Regions from separate parts of the Mus musculus genome. Here regions 1, 2 and 4 are each linked to region 3. The links are chromatin contacts, called in public HiChIP or PLAC-seq and promoter capture Hi-C maps. All regions are on one chromosome and are shown on one strand. The core of a region is the stretch at or near the end of the contact, and the rest is flanking DNA. Distances in the headings are between cores, read along the strand shown. Region 1 holds the start of Atp6v1h (ATPase, H+ transporting, lysosomal V1 subunit H). Region 2 overlaps Lypla1 (lysophospholipase 1). Region 3 holds the start of Rb1cc1 (RB1-inducible coiled-coil 1). Region 4 holds the start of Sox17 (SRY (sex determining region Y)-box 17).

Region 1 (4,657 bases), core at 722-3,221, 1.1 Mb before region 3:
ATAGCAAAAACTCTTCTCAAGGATAAAAGAACCTCTGGTGGAATCACCATGCCTGACCTAAAGCTTTACTACAGAGCAATTGTGGTAAAAACTGCATGGTACTGGTATAGAGACAGACAAGTAGACCAATGGAATAGAATTGAAGACCCAGAAATGAACCCACATACCTATGGTCACTTGATCTTCGACAAGGGAGCTAAAACCATCCAGTGGAAGAAAGACAGCATTTTCAACAATTGGTGCTGGCACAACTGGTTGTTATCATGTAGAAGAATGCGAATAGATCCATACTTATCTCCTTGTACTAAGGTCAAATCTAAATGGATCAAAGAACTTCACATAAAACCAGAGAGACTGAAACTTATAGAGGAGAAAGTGGGGAAAAGCCTTGAAGATATGGGCACAGGGGAAAAACAGAACAGCAATGGCTTGTGCTGTAAGATTGAGAATTGACAAATGGGACCTAATGAAACTCCAAAGTTTCTGCAAGGCAAAAGACACCGTCAATAAGACAAAGAGACCACCAACAGATTGGGAAAGGATCTTTACCTATCCTAAATCAGATAGGGGACTAATATCCAACATATATAAAGAACTTAAGAAGGTGGACTTCAGAAAATCAAATAACCCCATTAAAAAATGGGGCTCAGAGCTGAACAAAGAATTCTCACCTGAGGAATACCGAATGGCAGAGAAGCACCTGAAAAAATGTTCAACATCCTTAATCATCAGGGAAATGCAAATCAAAACAACCCTGAGATTCCACCTCACACCAGTCAGAATGGCTAAGATCAAAAATTCAGATGACAGCAGATGCTGTCGTGGATGTGGAGAAAGAGGAACACTCCTCCATTGTTGGTGGGATTGCAGGCTTGTACAACCACTCTGGAGATCAGTCTGGTGGTTCCTCAGAAAATTGGACATAGTACTACCGGAGGATCCAGCAATACCTCTCCTGGGCATATATCCAGAAGATGCCCCAACTGGTAAGAAGGACACATGCTCCACCATGTTCATAGCAGCCTTATTTATAATAGCCAGAAGCTGGAAAGAACCCAGATGCCCCTCAACAGAGGAATGGATACAGAAAATGTGGTACATCTACACAATGGAGCTAAAGGGATCTGCAACCCTATAGGTGGATCAACATTATGAACTAACCAATATCCCGGAGCTCTTGACTCTAGCTGCATATGTATCAAAAGATGGCCTAGTCGGCCATCACTGCAAAGAGAGGCCCATATAAAGGCAAACTTTATATGCCCCAGTACAGGGGAACGCCAGGGCCAAAAAGTGGGAGAGGGTGGGTAAGGGAGTGGGGGGGGGGAGGGTATGGGGGACTTTTGGGATAGCACTGGAAATGTAAATGAGGAAAATACCTAATAAAAATATTAAAAATTAAAAGATTGCCCAGCCAACTATAAAAGGGGCTGCTTGGGACCTCCTCTCTCTCTTAAGCTCTCACCTTTCTTACTCCTCTCTAGCCCTCCTTCTCTCCCTTCCCCCTCTCTCCACTTGGCTATGGCCGGCCCCTCTCTTTCTTTTATCTTCTCTTTTTCTCTTTATCTTCCTACAATAAAGCTCTAAATTCATAGACTGTCTCTGTTCATCATATAAGCCTAGAGAAAAATGAAGTTAGGTAAACAATGAATAACTTTTTCTGAGACATGTATTACTGGTGGGTCTACATATACTTATACCATGGGTCTATGATTCATTTCTCAGTCTGAGTCTTATGCTTAAAATCGGAGTATGAATGCCTGGCCCGCTGAGATGTTTAATTCAAACAAACCCAAACCACTCAAAGGTCATAAACCAAGCTTCTTCAAAGATTTTTGGCTTTTTGGCACCAGTGGCCTGCAGGGTGGCGAGCTCTGCCAGTTTGAAGTGACCAAGTTAAGTGGCCTGGGAAAGGCCATTTGGTGCGCGGTCCAGCAGTTTTGGGCGCTCTCGGCTTCCGCCCTCAGCTGCGGTCACGTGCGGCTGCTCACGTGCCAGACGCTGCTGTCACTTCGTAGCTGTTCCGGCTTCCTCTGAGTGAGGCTCGCAACGTCTCCCACGGAGTCGCCTTCGTTCTGCTCTGGGTCTCCCGTGGCCACTGAGACCTCGGAGCTCGACCGGCGCCTGCCCGCCCGTGCGGCCCTCACTCCCCGAGGCTATCCAGGTGAGGCCGCCTGGGGTCCCTCCCCGGCTCCGGAGAGCCGACTGGTTTCCCTGCCGGCCGCGCCAGGGTCTGCGGAGCCGCAGGGCCTTCCTCCCCTCGGAGGGAAGCAGAGAGCGCGGGGGTGGGCAGGCCTGGGCCGGGCCGGGCCGGGCCGGGAGAGCCGCGGGGGTCGGGCCGCCCGGGAAGGCTGCGCTGTGCCTTTGGTGCCAGCCTTGCCCGGATGGAGCCGGTTTTACCTGGGACCCGCAGTCTGCGCCGACCTTGCTTGTTCAGGCAGCGAGTTCCCACAAAGAGAAATCTAAGTTCCACACTGACTAAGCACTTCGGCAACGCGGAATAGAATTTGGGTATGATTTTATTTTTAAACCTCCTTTTGCTCGTAGGTAAGAACGTACGTTTTGGGAATGGTTTTTGCATCGTAGTAGAATGAGATGTAACTTATCTATTACGTTGAGGACTGGGAATTTTTTTTTTTTTTTTTAGTAGCACATTATTGTATATTTTTCTTGTCAGAATAGACTCCTATTGTTGGTTGGACATACGTTGTTTCAGAAATTTCTTTCAATATTGATTTTGGAAATGTTTGTCAATTTCTGTTTGAAAAGAAGGTCCTGGTATACCACACCTCTTAGTGTATTTTATTTTGAATCAGTAATTTTAAAGAAAGGAATTAATATAGTGTCTTTGCAAATCGAAGCATAATAGATGCCCATAAATACCATAATTGACCCTTTTTTAATTTTATTTTTTGTAGAAGAGATTAGAACGTGATTGAATAGATTTAAAGTAGTGGACTTCTGGGTTATTTTTAATGTATTCTAAGCACTGGGTATGATTGCACTAAGGTGGTCAAAGAGATTGGCTTAATATTCAGTTTAGTTCTGATTTTGCTGTCAGTCTCTTAAGTGGTCATTTTAAACGTCTCAGTGTTTATTGAGGCTAAGAATTAAAAACTCTTCCCTGGAAAAAGAACAAGTCAATAGAAAGCCTTTTATGGGGTGGTAGACAGAATTTGAAATACGGTAATGCTTTTCAGACCTAGGATATTTAATATTCAAGCTAAGTGAAATCAATATGGTTATATTAATACTTGTAGTTCAAAAAATTAAATGGCTGCTATCCTGTTTTTATCTTGAAGGTCTGTGGGAAACATTCAAAGTCATAAAGTTTAGATGACCAAGATGGACATTCGAGGTGCTGTGGATGCTGCTGTCCCAACTAACATCATTGCGGCCAAGGCTGCTGAAGTTCGTGCCAACAAAGTGAACTGGCAGTCTTATCTTCAGTGCGTACTGGTTTGTTGTGAGTCATGGATGTCATGTGCTTTTCCATCAGGCTTTTTCATGGTCATGCTTCTATGAGAGAAATACTGGAAAAATGCTAATAAATTAATTTTAACATTTCCTTCTCTCCATAGCTAGCTGTCTTAGGGAGTGTGACAGATATGGTAGGAACCACTTGGGAAAATAGAACAGTTCATAGCAGTTATTTTATTTTATACTGTGTGTATGACTGTTTTTGCCTGCATGTATGTATGTGTGGCACCTGAATGCGAGTGCCCTCAGAGCTGAGAAGAGGGTCTCAGATACCCTGGAACTGGAGTAACAGATGATTGTATACACCATGTGTGTTCTGCATGCCATGCCTTTGCAAATCAGAGAATAACCTATGGGAGGACTGGTTCTCTGGCACTGGGGATGAAAGTGAGGTTGTCAGGCTTGAGTGGCAGGTGCATTCACCCTCCCCCCACCCCCCCACCATTTCGTCAGCCCGCATTTATTCTTAGTAATATTTCATCATTTTATTTCATATGACTTTATTTTGGCATATTTATAACTGGGTTACTGAGGGTCAGATTTGAATATGCACATTGAAAAATCAGTTAAGAAATCTGTTGCTTATTTTTTGTCTTGCCTATACAAAGGTTATATAGAATAGCATTTCAAAAGGAACTCATAGTATCAAAACAGACCTTTATTGTTAGCTATGATGATAGGAAGATAGGCTTATGAGTGTACAAAAAAGGGTAGCTGATTCCACCATCAGAAGATCCTTCAATTGAGTTTTCAAGGATGAGTGCTATTTGACCATGTGTCATAAAGGGAAGATTGTGCTGGAAGTGATGTATAGTTTGGAGGTAAGCAGTGGTAAGAGCTGAAGCTCACAGCAGGGCAGCAGGGGATGGCTGTGATATTCTGGGTACCTGGGGACCCTTGGGAGGAGTTGGGGTTGTTTACTTGGTGCTTTTCAAGATGATTCTTAAGTTAAGAAACCCAAAATGTATTTGAAGTCTAAGAGTCAACTTGTACAACACATGAAAGAAATAGTCAGTTATAGGTGGCAGTTCATATTGTAGAATTGCCTTTTCAAAACAGTCTGTTCTCATGGGGGAGCCTTGAGGAGCCTTGCTGTAGAGTACTTGTACAGTGAGTGTGAATGTGGGATGCACTGTGCCACTACAAGAACCAAAATGCTGAGTCTCCTGAAAGTCAC
Region 2 (4,706 bases), core at 328-2,827, 1.4 Mb before region 3:
CAAGCCAGGGGAGGCAAGCCAGTAAAGAGCATCCCTCCATGGCTTCTGCATCAGCTCCTGCTTCCTGACCTGCTTGAGTTCCAGTCCTGACTTCCTTGGTGATGAAGAGCAGTGTGGAAGTATAAGCTGAATAAACCCTTTCCTCCCCAACTTGCTTCTTGGTCATGATGTGTGTGCAGGAATAGAAACCCCGACTAAGACAGGTGATTTTTAGTTTGTTTGCAAAGTAGGTTGCAAAAATCATCATCTCCTTAGTTGCAGAGTATTTTCAGCATCCCACAAAAGACAGTCTCTTCACTCCTCTCTCAAGCATTTCTTAGTCGTTCATTTTCTTTGGATTTGATTATTCTGAATGTTTCATATAAATAGAACCCACTCGTATGGTCTTTGGCGTCGGGCTTCTTTCATTTGGCATGTTTTTCAGGATCATTTGTGTTTGACATAGAAAAATATTGCATTTGCCTTTGTGGGTGGCATGCATACACTCCAGTGTTAAGATACTCATGCCCATGTGGGACCAGAACAGGACACTGTGTCCTCCTCTATTGCACTCCATCCTACTGACTTAAGAAAGGTTCTCTCACTGTACTAGAAGCTCACAGTCTTCCCTAGGCGGAGTGGTAAGCTCTTGGAATCTGTCTCCATCTTCCAAGGTTAGGACTATAGTCGTGTGCAGCCATTGTGTGCTTTCTACATGGGTGCTGGGATTCAAATTCAGGTCTTCATACTGCAGAACAAGTGTGTTATGCCCTGAACCATCCTTGCAATCCTGAGTACTGTACTCTTTTATTACCAAATAGTCCATTGCATGGCTATGCAATTCTAGAACTAATGACTATTTGGGTTATTTCTACCTTTGGGCCTCTATGAATGGTGTTACTCTGAACACGCATGTACAGGCTTTTGCATGGACATAGGTGTTTAGTTCTCTGTGTTGTTGGCTGGGATAGAAGTGATGAGTCAGTATTCTACCCTTTGAAGAACTCCCAAGGTATTGTCACAGGGATTGTGCCATTTTACATTTTTTAGGGGGAAGGGATTACACATATGTGCATGGAGACCAGAGTACAACCTCTTGCATCATTCCTTGGAACCCACCGAACTTTGTTTTTCTGAATCAGGGTTTCTCATTGGCCTGCCTGGAGCTTACCAAGTAGGCTAAAATTGGCTAGATAGTGAGACCCCGGATCCTACCTTTCTTTACCTTGAGTGTACTGGAATACTCAACTCTTTTTATTTTTAATGTGTATTCTGGGGATTTAACTCGGGTTTTCATGCTTAGAAGGCAAGGTGTTTTTTTTTTGTTTGTTTGTTTGTTTGTTTGTTTTGTTTTTTAATTTTGGTTTTTCCAGACAGGGTTTCTCTGTGTAGCCCTGGCTGTCCTGGAACTCACTCTGTAGCACAAGCTGGCCTTGAATTCACAAATCCGCCTCCGCCTCCTGAATGCTGGGATTAAAGGCGTGTGCCACCACACCTGGCTTGAAGGCAAGCATTTTAATTACCAGAACTGTCTCCACACACCCAGGTTTGCATTCAGCAGTGAGATGGTTCTGATTTCTCTTCGTTCTCATTGACACTTGTTATTCTTTCCTCCCACTCTTCCTCCGTCTCCATTCCGCCTGCTTTGTGTGGTGCTGGAGTTCACAGGGTGTCATGCAGACTACAAAAGCAACCTGCTAATCATGCTATAGTCCTGGTCTCAGTACTCCATTTTTTTTATTCATCATTGAATATAAATAAATATACAAGCCACAGAAAGCCTTAAGAAGTATAAAAGCCTTCACCATAGACCATTTGATATGAAAAAAAGATTTTATATATTAAAAAGCATTGTAAACCTAACATGTTTTTGGTCTGAATCTTATTTTTCTAGTTGCCATACATTTAAGTCACTACTTCTCAATCAAATATGATTACAGGGAGGTGAGGCTGGCTAGCATTTTAGTTAATCACATTAACAAGCTTTATTATATATGATGATTTTCCCCTTACGAGACTGTCTGCTAGCTCTCTAAAATGACTTTAATTCACTGTGGAGGTAGACCTTAAGGTCAGCAATCCTCTTGTCCTAGCCATCCGATTGCTGGCCTTCTCATCACGTGTGTGTGACCAGCCAGGCTTGCAGTAATACTCTGAGCAAGATAATTGAACCTGTGTTCCACTTGGACTCTTAATAATTGGTGGACAATTGTTTTACAAATGTGGTTTTTGGTGACTGTCCGTTCCCAGAGCTCTAATTAGCTGAAATCTTCTCATGGTTTTATGGCTTATTTAGTTATCCCCGAGGTCATTAGCACAAATCCCAAAACAGAATACATTAATGAGTTTAGAAAGAAATGGAAACAGCATTGGCAGTGAGCAAGGAATGAACTATTTCTAATGTGGCTGGGATGTTGGCTTTTACAGGTGTGTGTGTGTGTGTGTGGTTTAAGTTTTATGTATTTAATTACAATGTTTATTTTTTTGATTTTTGTTTTTAAAACAACCTGTAGCCCTGGTTGGCTGTAACTCAGTAACCTCTGACTTAAGCTGAGTGCTTGAGAGTACCCAGAAGGTTTTGTATTTTATTTTGTTTTAGATTTATTTTATGTGTATGAGTGTTTTATCAAAGTATATGTGCATACCTAGTGCCTGTAGAGAACAGAAGAGCGTGTCCAGTTCTTTTGAACTAAAGTTAAGGACAGTTTTGAGCCACCATGTCAGTACTAGGAACAAAACCAAGACTTCTGTAAAAGCAAGCAAGTACTGTCTCTCCATCCCTACATTATGTATTTTAAATGCTTTTTTGGTCACATGGCTTAAAAGGCCTCTCTGTGTACTGCTCAGAGGCAAGGATTGCCTTGATTGCTTGATAATTTCTGGTTTGGTCTGGTGATCTAGAAGTGCAGGCATATATCAACACTGTAGAAAGTGTCTTACTGTGTGCATTGTGACACATGCCTGTGTAAAACAGTACTCAGAAAGCTGAGGAAGGCAGATGGCCATGAGTTTGAGGCCAAGTTGAGCTACTTACAGAATACTAAGCTATCCAGTTACGAAGTGAGACCCTGCCTCAGCATACAAATAGCAACCACAGTTTTATAGCCATCCTAGTGGAATCTCACTGTGTGTTTGCATATGTGGGGGTTTTGAGACAGCGTCTAACTGGGCAGGCAGCACAGGCTACCCTTGAACTCAATCTCCAACTGCCTCAGTCTCCTGGAATGATAACTGTGTGTACTATCAGGCCTGAAGTTGATTTTGATTTGTATTTTTTTTTAATGACTAATGATGATGAGTTCTTATGTTTAGTGACAATTTGGATGTTTTTCTTTGTAGAATGTCCTCTGCCCATTTGTAAATTGGGTGGTCAATTTGTTTGTTATAGGTGTTATGCATATATTATGAGTGGCTACTGTCTTCTAAGGGTTGCATTGCTGTGAAGAAACACCAAAACCAACACAATTTTTAGAAAGGAAAACATTTAATTGGGGCTGGCTTAGTTTCAGAAGTGTAGTCCATTATCATCCTGGCTGGAAGCATGGCAGTTTGCAGGCAGACATGGTGCTAGAGAAGCTGAGAATCTTCATCTTGATCTAAAGGCAACCAGGAGGAAATTTGATTCCACACTCAGTGGAGCTTAAGGACAGGCAATCTCACAGCCTGCCTACAGTGATACACTTCCTCCAACAAGGCCATATCTCTAGTAGTGCTATTCCCTGTAGACCAAGTGAATCGATGGGGGCCAAACATATTCAAACCACCACAGGTACTATTAAATATATGACTTGCACACACTTTATTCTTCTTTAGATTGTTATACTTTCTTCATAGTCTCCTTGAAGCACAAGTTTTAAATTTTGTTGATTTTTAGTTTATTTTTTATAGCCATTTGCTAAGTTCTAGATTTGTTTGCTATATTTAATAATTTAATAGTTTAATTTGACCCAACTACAGTTGTTTAAAAGACTTTTTTGAAGAGGCTTATGGTAATTATTAATTGATAGCAGGGTGGTTGTTTATTTCTGGATTCCTAGTTGATTTATAGGTCTATCCTTTCCCTGGTCTTACATTCGTTCTTACTATTATATTTGTTGTAACTTTATGTTAGTCCTCCTACTTTGTCCTTTTGCGTGTTTGTTTGTTTTTTTCTGGTTCTCTTGTTCCCCTGTGAATTTAAGAATTGGGATCAATTTCTGCACGATCATCTGGGACTCTGGTTAAGGTGCTGTTTCCTGTGGATTGAGTTAGGGAGTCCTGCCACTTAAACACAAGGTCGAGTCTATAAGCATGGGCATTTGATTCCATTTCTCTAGCTCTTTGTTTAAACATGTTCAATAGTTTTCCAAGTAAATCTTAACACATGCACACACACACATTTACTTTTTAATCATTCATCAGGCAGTGGGACCTGGGAGAATGGAGCCAATAAGTGGAATGAACTAGAATCTCATGCAACAGTCAACTTTATTCAGAGCATCAGATAAGTTATACTCTGAAGGCTAAGAAGAGTCACATGAGTAAAATATGCAATCACAAAGACAAGCAACACGTGGCAGACAAACCAAACATGGCAGACTATGTTCTTCCTTAGAGGCATATAAACAAATAACAATAACCAGTTGTAGTGAGTAATCGGAAGAAAACTGATTCCTGTCCTCTCCACCTGGGAGGATCGTGGAAGCGCATTACTAGAACAACTCCATGTTATAGGTGTGTGGGTATAT
Region 3 (5,043 bases), core at 1,338-3,837:
ATCAAGTATAGTGTGAGATGAGTTGGTACCTAAACCCAATCCAGACAAGATATGTTGTGCTATGTTCAAGTTTTATCCATCTACAAAACAAAACCAGTGACAATCCTTAGGAAGGGAAGAGACATAATTGGATGGTTCTTGATAGAAAAATAATGAGTGCTAATACAAGGCCAGACAGAAGAAGAGGGCTTGAGCAAGTTGTAAGGTGCTGCTAACAAATGTTAGTACTGAATGCGTATCATTATTCAGGGGTGGGGTTAATATTTAAAGAAGAGCTTACAATCAGCATGTTAAACACTTAAAAGATCCAGAATTACAGACATGTCTGATAAAGACTAGAAGACGCTTAAGTTTAAGCTGAGAAAAAGAGACTTAAAAATTCAAATGATTTGTAGTACTCAGACTGCATAATTCCTCCAGTTATAAAACTAAAAAAAAAAAAAATTCACTTTAAAAATTACATTTGATTCAATTGATTGTACACACATACATGTGGAGGAACGGAGTCAGTTCTGTTCTTGGTAAAAAGCACTTTTAGTTGTTCCTTGAAAATTCACTGAAACATTGACAGATACTAAATTAAAAATTCAGTGGAAGCCAAGAATAAGTAGTCTTATACAGAAACCAACCTTCACATCACCCACAGTATATTCTAATTGAGAAGTGGGGAAAAAGAATACAGTAAATGGATAGGAGTTTACAAGCAATAGGATAGAGATAACACAAGGAGGGGGAAGGCAGAACGGCCCATGCTTTAGTAAGTTGAAATGATGTTTCTGCACTCCCCATGAAAGATCATTCTATGGTCCTTGTAAATCTGTTTGAAGTTTCATTGAGAAAAGCCCCGAAGCTTCACATAGTATTGCAGGAGTTTGTTTTTGTTTATTATGGAGAATAGAATGCTCAAGAGGATGAGGAAAAATAGCTTGTGACAGAAAACTTATGGATATGCATGATTATTAACATTTATCTATGTTGCTTAGCAAAATTCATATAACATATTTTCACTTTAGTCTTACTAAATAATTTGAGATGCATATAAACTCTAAACATTCACTTCAGAGTATAAAGTAACAGACATTTGTATTAACAGTTTCCCAGAGAAGTTTGGGCCACGTATACAACATGACAAGTGGTACTTTAACACTTGAAACTGGAGTACATTTCTGCTATTCAATGGTACTTATTAACTGTGAGGAAACACAGCTCTTTGGTGCTCTTTTTAGTGTGTGTGAACTTCAAGGAGTGGTTCTCTCCTCCCACGACGTCAGTCCTAGGATGAAACTCAGGTTGTCAGTTTTGGTAGTCAGTAGATCTCCTTACCCTCTGGGCCATCTCACCGGCCCTGATTTTCCTTTTTCTGTGTAGCCTTGGCTCCCTGAAGCTCATTCTGTAGAGCAGGCCTCAGCTTCTGAGAGAAGGGATTAAAGGTATGTGCACCACCCGGCCAGCTTTGATCTTCATTGTTCTAGCTAGACTGCAATATAGCTTACATTTGTTAATATACTAACAATTTTTCTTCTCTTTAGTCTTGCCAATTCACTACTTCCCCTGGTGCACAAAAATTGAGTGCTTGTTCTTTTTCCATTTTTGCTTTATTTGCTGGTGTAATGTACTAAAATTCCAGTTTAAAAAATACTCAATATGTATAACAGTGTGCATACAAGATTTTTCTGGGATATGGCAGAAGTGCAAAGTTAAAAACAAAGTGAGATAAGCAACAAGCTCCTTTCTAAACAACTCTTAAAACACAACTACTGTTTTTCCAGTGTCTATCACAATAAAGAACTGCAGATCTCAATCAGTTTAATACCCCTTATGTCTCATTTTGTCGGGAACCGCTAACTGTTGGCTTAGAGAGACCATTCCTAAACTTTTACCTCTATCAGATATTCCTGGGAATAGTAATTTAATACGTGTTTACGTCACATAATTGATGAGCCTGCTTGTAACAAACATCTTCTCATCAAACTCAAGTTTTGTAGTTTCAAGTCCTTGCCTAAGCCCGAATACAAATGTAATGTTCTCATAAGCTGACATTCTCTTCTCTAATCTTGATGCTGTTGACCTATTATCGACCTCAGTATTGTTCGGTCGTGCCGCTTACAGTACAGTCCACTTTGCTTCGGTTCCTCTTCTGGACGTGCTCTTTACTTACCTGGTCTGACTCTGGGCCGCCCCACCCTTGCAAAGATGCCAGGCATACTTTCCGAGTAGCCTGCCATTCTGGCAGTCCCGGTACGAGTGGCCCAGGTGACAGTCGGCTGATTTCGGGGCAGCAGATGAGGGCCCCAGATCTGTGCTGGTGCTCACTCGTCAGCCTCCGGTTCCCCTGTTGGGGCTGCCCCAGGTTTGGCGAGGTCGGTCTGCCGCGGCCAGAAGGTCACGCTCACCTTGGGGCCGTCCAAGGCAAGCACCGAAATACCTTCCAGGGTCAGGGAAGGACAGACAAGTTGCCAGCCAGGGACTACGCTCGCCGACCGAGCCGCGCCCGTCCGGCCAGCCCAGCGACTTCCGGATCTGCGCAGACACCTGAGTCACCCCTCCCCCGGCTGGCTGTTTCCCGGCGTGCTCTGCGGCGGAAAGGCCGAGTCGACAATAACAAACCCCACGGCGGCCGCGACCCAGCCCTGCCAAGCTCTCAGTGCCTCGGCCGGCGGACTCGGGTCCCCGCGCGGAGCCGAGGGGCCGGAGCAGCGGCTGCGCCCGACTCCCATCCTTCCGGGCCTCGCCGGGTACTCGGCGGCTGGGCGCCGACGGTTGTGTCGGTTGGCGGCGCCGCAGGGGCGGTTGATAGCCGCCGCCGAGGCCAGGGCGGCGGCAGAAGATGGTGCGGAGGGCCGCCGGCTGTGTTGCTGCCGCGGGCGGAGGAGGCGCTGCCGGGTAAGTGCCGCCCCTGCTCCCATCTGGCGGCGGGCTTGGCCCGGCCGCTCAGCACCTGACGGGTTCGCCGGAGCGTCTGGCGGCGCCGGCTCGGAGGGTCGCCGCGGCAGTCCTACGGGGACCCTGAGGCCCGCTGGCCGCTGACAGGATCGCGGGAGCGGCAGGACGCCGGTGCTCACCCGAGGCCTGAATCGCGGCCTCCGTCTCCAGGGCTCGGTGCACTGGAGTGTCGGGCTCGGGAAACCGGAGAGGGTTTGGGCCAGGGCCGGAGTGCCCTGACGGGAGGAACCTAGAGGTGATGCCTTTGTCCCGACCCCGGAGTGCAAGCATCGGTGTAAAGTTACTCCTTGGAATGACTCAGCCTCGCTCGCCCCGCAGATGGATTTGGGGTGGGGGCTTATGGGAGTACCAAAACTTGGTACAAATGACAGCTTTCGAACGTGCTGTCAGTACTTTCTCTACAGAGTGGTGGATGTGCTATGGTGACTGTTTATGGTTTCGTAATCCTGTCCCTTCCGTCATGAGTCTTTAAAATGTGATCATTCCATGAACTGGTACATAGGACTGATGCCACGGAACACTCGTGGACTCACTTATTGATAGAGTCCCTGCAAGACATTCAGTTGGGTGCGGATGTTGACAAGTCTATTATGAGCGTTAAAATTTATACATTTTGCTAACCATTTTCTGTAAAGAATTGGTGAGACTTACTTATCTGAGGGTTTGCAAAGCTAGCAAGCAGTTTAGAAGCAGCCTAAAAATGAACCAATCTGTGTTCCTAGTCAAATGTTGGTACTGTATTTCAGTAGGTGGTTTTTCTTTTTGGGGGAGGGGATCTATAAATGGACTTGTTATGTGTGAAATATTTTATTTAGTCTTATTACCAAATACAACGCAAATCATCGCTTTCCAATTAAGTTTTTGTTATGTTTTTTAGCATTTATATCTGTTTTAAACGTTAGCCAAGGCTTAGAAGGTAGCTGCTATATTCATCTCAACATTCCAGGAGGCTGAGACAGAAAGATGGCTTTAAGTTATTTGAGTTACTCAGTAAGTTAAGGTGGTCTTGGGAATCATAGCGAGAACATGTCTTGAAAAAAGAAAAACAAAATAAATGGTATTTACATAGTTATGCCATGGGTGTGTCAGGCCCATAATGTAGCATTTACATTGATAAATCTTATTAATGTAATTGGTTAGTGGACTTAGGCAAAATTTAAAAATTTTGTTTTATTTTGAGTTAGGGAAGACAATGAAGCAGCCCTCTGCCTGGAGAGAAGAGGGTTCTCTTGGGGTGGGGGGAGATGGAGGGAACAGGCAGCACTCTTTATGGCAAACATCAGGGTTTGAATGCACAGCAGATTGACTTTACACATAGATCTGTAAAAGCCAAAGGACAAAAGATGAAAGGACTGGTGTCTCCCCCAGTTGTTTTTGTTTATTTGTTTTGTTTCTTGCCTTGTTAGTGTGTACTGCTAGGACTAAAACTCAGTTTCCAGCATGCTCTGTAAGGTGTAATATCCCTGAGCCACTGTTAGACCTGAGAGGAAAATGTTTCAACGACTACCTGATTAAGAGAGCTTTGCTTAGAGGTGTACATTGTAGTTGAGGTTGACCTTCAGCTCTTGGCCCCCTTTTGCCAAGACTTGACACATCTCAGAGTAAGCTGTGGTAAGTATTCATTAGTGATGCCTTGGTAATTAATTATTCAGCAGCAGGCAAACTCCAGTCTCTTATCATTCAGAAGAAAAGTGAGAACATAAGTGAACATAGAAGCAAGCCAAGATTAAGAAGTGTGTGTCTCTATTGGAGGGTGGGTTTGAAATTTTGGATAAGGTGTCTTATTGTCTTGAGAATTTAAGAAGCTATGTCTACTTGACAAAAGGACCCATTTGGAGGTATGAGAGAGAGAAGAAATAAAAAATATGGAAGGCTCTGATTAAAGGCATATTCCATGAGAGGTTACTGAAGATAGAATGCCAGGATTGAGGGGTAGTAGTAGGAAGAGGCATTCTGTAGACATTCAAGTTTTTTTGTTTGTTTGGTTTTTGTTTTTTGCTTTTTTTTTTTTTTTCTCGAGTCAGGGTTTCTCTGTGGCTGTCCTGGAACTCACTCTGTAGACCAGGCTGTCCTCGAACTCAGAAATCCGCCTGCCTCCCA
Region 4 (4,895 bases), core at 1,631-4,130, 1.7 Mb before region 3:
AAACATGCCTTCCTACAATGCTTATCCCAGCAACCACTCAGCACCCTCCAAATATTAGCAAACTCATTTAGTTCTAGACGTAGTCTTTTTCAAGGGCAGCATTATAGATTCTAGGAGAGGAAAGGGAGACTCATCACCTGTTAAGGCAGACACTGGGAGAGTGTTACACACACTTAGCAGCCCTCCTTCAGACAAGGAGCTCCAAAAGCTCTGTGTTACATTTGAGTTTGTTTGCATGTTTGTGTTGTTCTCTACCAGATCCAACGGTCATCCTTGCGTAGTTTTAAGGTAGGAAAACTCAAAGGAATGGTGATCGAGCTCAGTTTGAATGTTCATCTAGTACAATTCCGAAAGACAGTCTATGAGATGCCTAGTGCCTGTAATTCTATAATTCCAGCACTTGAGATGTGGGGGGCAGAAAAATACGTTCATGATTGTCCTTAGCTACATATGGAATTAGAGGCCAGCCTGGGCTACATGCAACCCTGTCTTGAAGGAGAGGAAGAAAGGAAGAAAGGAAGGAAGGGAGGGAGGGAGAGAGGGAGGAAGGAAGGAAGGAAGGAAGGAAGGAAGGAAGGAAGGAAGGAAGGAAGGACTCAACATGTCAGTTTCCAAAACAGACTTTCTTTACTGTGAATAGCTGATTGAAAAGTATTACTTACTTGTATCCATGAGGTGACATGCTGAGGTTTTCCTGTATTATTTCAGAGACCAAATCTGGCTTACTGGAGGTTCCAAAAAAGCACAGAGATTTTGATAGCTTCTGGTCTGCAGTTTCTGGAGCTACTTTGTCTCCAAAGAACTCATACAGAAGCCAGCTTTTCTCTAATTTGTTATGTTATAAAGCAGTGGTGACCCTCCCTCCCATTTAAAGCTGGAGGTTGTGTGTAGAGATCAGTGATAGTAGTTAAAACTCCAGGTCTGTAAGATTCATACAAAGGGGGTAAAATTAAATCTGCTTTAAGAAATAAAAAAAATGATATTTTAAATTGGTAATTTAAAAGCAATTGGTCTTAAATCTAACTGATAATGTGCTTTTCCTCAAAGCTTTTTATTTTTTTCTGAAAAACATTAGCTTGAAAGTAAAACAAAAAAAATGCATTTCAGATGTTTAATCAAGGAAACTCTAAGGGTAGAAATAGCAATTTTACAAATCGATTCTCTAGCCAGGTGCTCTTTAAGAAAAAAAAAATTCTATCTCTTCTGTTGTTAGTTTTGAGACAGTCTCCCCATGTAGCTCTCCTGCCTCTCAGAAGCAGGGACGCAGTCCCTCACCTCCACAGTGACTCTTCTCTTTTGTATCTAGTAATGGGCATCTTTTCAAAGATCTCAGGGCCTAATTTTCTCTTTCCGTGTTTTTTTTTTTTTTAAATAAACTACGGGTTTTGTTTGAAATGACGATTGAAAACAGTAGCGGGTCCAGAATGCATTTTCTCTGTCTTCCCTGTCTTGGTTGATTTCTCTAAAAACTAAGAGACAACAGAAATATAATTCAGGTGTAGGTCTAGAAAATGTATTTACACCATTTTACCTGGGTACCTAGTTCTGTTCGAGCTCCATAAAAGGAACTGAGAAAGTGGTTAGAAAGAAAGCCCGGGGATGGGGAGGCAGCGTTATTTACAAGCATCCCTGAAGATTAACAACTGATCTTTCTGAGGGAAAGCACAAACACAGTAGGAGTCCAAGCGACCACTTTTGGGCTCTTCCCCGTTCCTTAAAACAGCCTCCCCTGGAGTCCCTAGATAGCACTTTACTTAACAAATCTACCAGGAAATGTGGCGCTTTCCCAAGACTAGTCCCCCTTCCCGTCCTCTTACCTAGATCTAACTTCTGCTGACCATTCTCTTGATAGATACTTTGGGAGGAGTGTTGGGGCCAACCGCACTTCAGACCCGCCAGCAGTGTGAGTGGGCCATATTTCAGTTTCTTCACTAAATGGGTGTTGGAAGCCGAGCTCACGACGTTATCAAAGCCAGCCACAAATGCCACAAGTAAAGAAGCAAACATCCGGAGCGGCTTCCTGCAAGCCTTGCTTCCCTCAACACTAGAGATTTACTGGGGTGGGGGTGGGTATCTGGACTAGAAGCCTGGCACGCCTGTCTGCTGTAGTCCGCAGCGGTATCACACTCAAACAGTGCAGGATTTCTAGGTGGCTACTGCCTAAGCCACATCCCCAAAGCAGACCTGAGGCTCGAAAGGCTGGGGCAAGGAAGCGTCTAATGTAACTAGAAGCTGTGCCCGTAACCATTTGGGGCCTGTAGCAAGCGGGTTGGTGATCAACTGGGACTCCGAAGTGGGAGAGTCTAAGCCACTCTTCTACAGCGAGCCTCAGAGTGAGTGGTTGATTTCTCGAAGGTTTTATGGTTTTGGTGTTCTGATGGCCAAGGCCTGTTAAAGGACATTCAAGTCCAATTGCACAGGATCCGTGGGCACTCAAGCAGATCCGTGGTCTGTGGAGAGCAAGTTCATGAGGGCGGAAAAGGGAGCGTGGGCTGTCATCACGGAGACAGCCCCCGGCGGACTCTAAGATAACAGAGACAATAGTACCACTGGACGGTCTAAAATACGTGCCTCAGAGTCTGCCTCTGAGAACACCGAGCGTCGTGCCCCGGGCTCCGCACCTCCCAGGTAGGGCCACGCAGAGCGATGCGGTCGATTGGCACCTTTCACCCGGGCACCAAAAGGCGCAGTCTCTTCTCCCCTTTATACCTTTCGCGCTCTTTCCAGTCCCTGGTCAGTCCCCAGTGGGTCGGAGGTGGAGATGGAAATTCGGGAACTTGAGAGGAAAGAGTGGCAAGAAAGACAGTGATCACCGGCCCCCACGGTGGCCCAGAACATTCAGGCCAGACCCTGCAATCTTCGCTTTGCTAGCCTCTCCCGTGAGAGCTGAGAACGTCTGACCCCAAGATTAACTTCGGGGGCTCATTCCGCACACCGTTGGGAGCGTGCATCCTGGGTGGGCGGGGTCTCACGTAACTGTCCGAATCTCTGTCTAATCGTGCCCCGAAACCCCACCCTAGCAGCTGGCGACTCGGAGACCACGTCCTCCTTCCCGCTCGGCCCTAGCTGAGTTTTTCCGCGGCGAAGCAGGAAGTAAACTGCTCCCGCTCCACTTCCCAGCTCAGTAACCGGTCGGGAATGTTTCTTAGAACCCATACCCCATCTGTGTTCCCCAGACGAAGTAAGGACTCCTCTTTATTCCTGCTCCATGGAACCTCAGGTTCTCTTGGGACGGTAGTCTGAGAGCTAGGAATGAAGCCTTGCTCACATTTCTTTGTCCTCTTCCTTGAAATTTAAAGACAATTCAAATATGGCTTGGGTTTTTATAAAGGTGATGGCTGCTGTAGCCTAGTAGTACCACACCCTAGGGAAGACGGGCTTCCTTGGAGAAAGGCAATCCTCGCCTTGCAGTCTGGCCTGTCACTGTGAGCAGAGCACTTGCACTCTCTCCAGAGAGCAAACTGGGTAGGACTGCTTCCCAGGATGCCCAGTGTGGCATCCTTAGTCTTCTTCTCTGATTTATTAATATCCAGCTCAGTCTATGATCCTGTAATACTCCGTTCCTGGACTGTGAAAGTGATGATGACTACACAGTGGGTCAAGCACATTGAGTTGTTTCGTTGAGTTTGCTTTGGTTTTGTAGCAGAGGCAATAGGTGCCTTTCCATCCAGAAAACTCTGCTCCCAAGATCCCCTATCAGGATTAACTGCATGGCGCCAGATTGTTGGTTAGGGCAAGGTATGTGCTCTGTGATCATGGAAATGATCAAAGTTAAATAGGACTTGCCACTCCTGACAGCACTCATTACCTCCTGTATGCGCTTCAAGCATAACAGATTTCTAACCTGAACCTAATTTAGCTTCCAAAGCTTAAAAACAAGAGGGAAGAGTTAGGAAGCCTTCCGGGGTTTCAGCTGGGTTACTTGAATGTTGTACTCTACCCATTTGGTGAACATGCCAACAAGTTCATAGCAACACAGGGTCTTCCGTTCACTACACCTTTCAATCCTGGATCACAGGGCTTTCCAGCCTTGACTACATACTTACGAATAATAGAATGTCCAGATTAATCCTTGGGTCTTCTTACTCCTAAGTGGAAACAGTAAGGACCATCTCCATAGACCTTAAAGGCTCATATGTCTGGGTCACAGGACTTCTGGAGAGTAATATTCTCTCCACGTCTCCTTCAATAATTCAAATTGCATCTGAAATCACAACATTACTGGGTGTTTAAATCCCACGGCTATCTTAATGCTTTTATCGAAGAAAGCCAGGCTGAAGATGCACATACATAATTTTACAAGTAGCTATATGATGCAAAAGTAAATGTCTGTCTTTAGGGCATTTGGAAAGTTATCTTTGAAATTAATTTCTTCATAAGCATGGTAATGTTTACAATGCAGTTTCCCTACCTCATCTGACCCTCACAACTGCCCTGGAAGTTACTGAAGTCGCTATGCCCGCAGTCCTCTTTTGGTGAAAAAAGAGCAGCGACTCAGTGACTTAACGCCACATAACAAAGGTTCTTAGACCATATCATTTTTCTAGCAGGAAACAATAACAGGCCTTATTATGAATTTATTTCTGTGCCATGTTTACAAATAATGAGAGACAAATTGGAATTTACAAGGATTAAATAAAGGAGTCAGTAGTGATGGATTAAGGATCCTTGGAAAAGAATGAAATGTTCTTATTAACTGGGTCATGATACTTTTGATACCAGAAGTACAGCAATGAAAAAGAGAAAGTATCATTTAGACTATCTGGGTTTCTGCTGGTCAGTGCTGTCACATCCTCTCACTCGCAGCACTTGGGACACAGAAGCAGACACATCTGAGTTTGGAACTAGACTGGTCTACAGAGTGAAATTCAGAACAGCCAGGGCTACACAGAAAA

What was found. Promoter capture Hi-C pulls out the DNA fragments that hold promoters and counts their contacts. HiChIP or PLAC-seq counts read pairs in DNA pulled down with a chosen protein or histone mark.
Region 1: a promoter capture Hi-C map of the HPC-7 cell line shows a contact between it and region 3. The contact joins the promoter of Atp6v1h here to the promoter of Rb1cc1 in region 3. A contact is called at or near these places in 12 of 39 promoter capture datasets (the 3T3-L1 cell line, the C10 cell line, the HPC-7 cell line and 8 more), 1 of 484 Hi-C or Micro-C datasets (CD4 T cells), 9 of 115 datasets of contacts at active chromatin or transcription factors (the NIH/3T3 cell line, cardiomyocytes, embryonic forebrain and 6 more) and 2 of 9 other capture datasets (adipose tissue and liver).
Region 2: an H3K27ac HiChIP or PLAC-seq map of embryonic stem cells shows a contact between it and region 3, with 8 times the contacts expected there. The contact joins the enhancer-like site here to the promoter of Rb1cc1 in region 3. A contact is called at or near these places in 1 of 39 promoter capture datasets (hippocampal neurons), 1 of 484 Hi-C or Micro-C datasets (CD8 T cells), 5 of 115 datasets of contacts at active chromatin or transcription factors (embryonic stem cells, extraembryonic endoderm stem cells, large pre-B cells and 2 more) and 2 of 9 other capture datasets (adipose tissue and embryonic stem cells).
Region 4: a contact with region 3 is called in an H3K4me3 HiChIP or PLAC-seq map of stem cell-derived neural progenitor cells, with 4 times the contacts expected there. The contact joins the promoter of Sox17 here to the promoter of Rb1cc1 in region 3. A contact is called at or near these places in 1 of 39 promoter capture datasets (cranial neural crest), 1 of 484 Hi-C or Micro-C datasets (embryonic stem cells), 4 of 115 datasets of contacts at active chromatin or transcription factors (astrocytes, embryonic stem cells, large pre-B cells and 1 more) and 1 of 9 other capture datasets (embryonic stem cells).

Annotation. Positions count from the first base shown.
Region 1 is chr1:5,081,115-5,085,771 of GRCm38.p6, forward strand. Atp6v1h (ATPase, H+ transporting, lysosomal V1 subunit H) reads left to right here and starts at 1,972. Exons shown (of 14, transcript NM_133826.5): 1 at 1,972-2,164; 2 at 3,303-3,449. The coding sequence starts at 3,337.
Region 2 is chr1:4,818,149-4,822,854 of GRCm38.p6, forward strand. All of the region lies in intron 2 of Lypla1 (lysophospholipase 1), which reads left to right. Among named protein-coding and RNA genes, the nearest start is that of Lypla1, 13 kb to the left of the region's middle. Within about 2 kb of position 1,578, at least 12 of the 459 cell types and tissues checked have an H3K27ac peak or open chromatin away from gene starts, as enhancers often do. A contact at or near this core is called in embryonic stem cells, where this site is marked.
Region 3 is chr1:6,212,075-6,217,117 of GRCm38.p6, forward strand. It overlaps Rb1cc1 (RB1-inducible coiled-coil 1), which reads left to right and starts at 2,588. Exons shown (of 24, transcript NM_009826.4): 1 at 2,588-2,883. 4732440D04Rik (a long non-coding RNA gene) reads right to left here and starts at 4,538. Exons shown (of 2, transcript XR_001778783.2): 1 at 4,482-4,538; 2 at 1-3,326.
Region 4 is chr1:4,494,474-4,499,368 of GRCm38.p6, forward strand. It overlaps Sox17 (SRY (sex determining region Y)-box 17), which reads right to left and starts at 2,881. Exons shown (of 5, transcript NM_011441.5): 1 at 1,818-2,881; 2 at 663-1,469.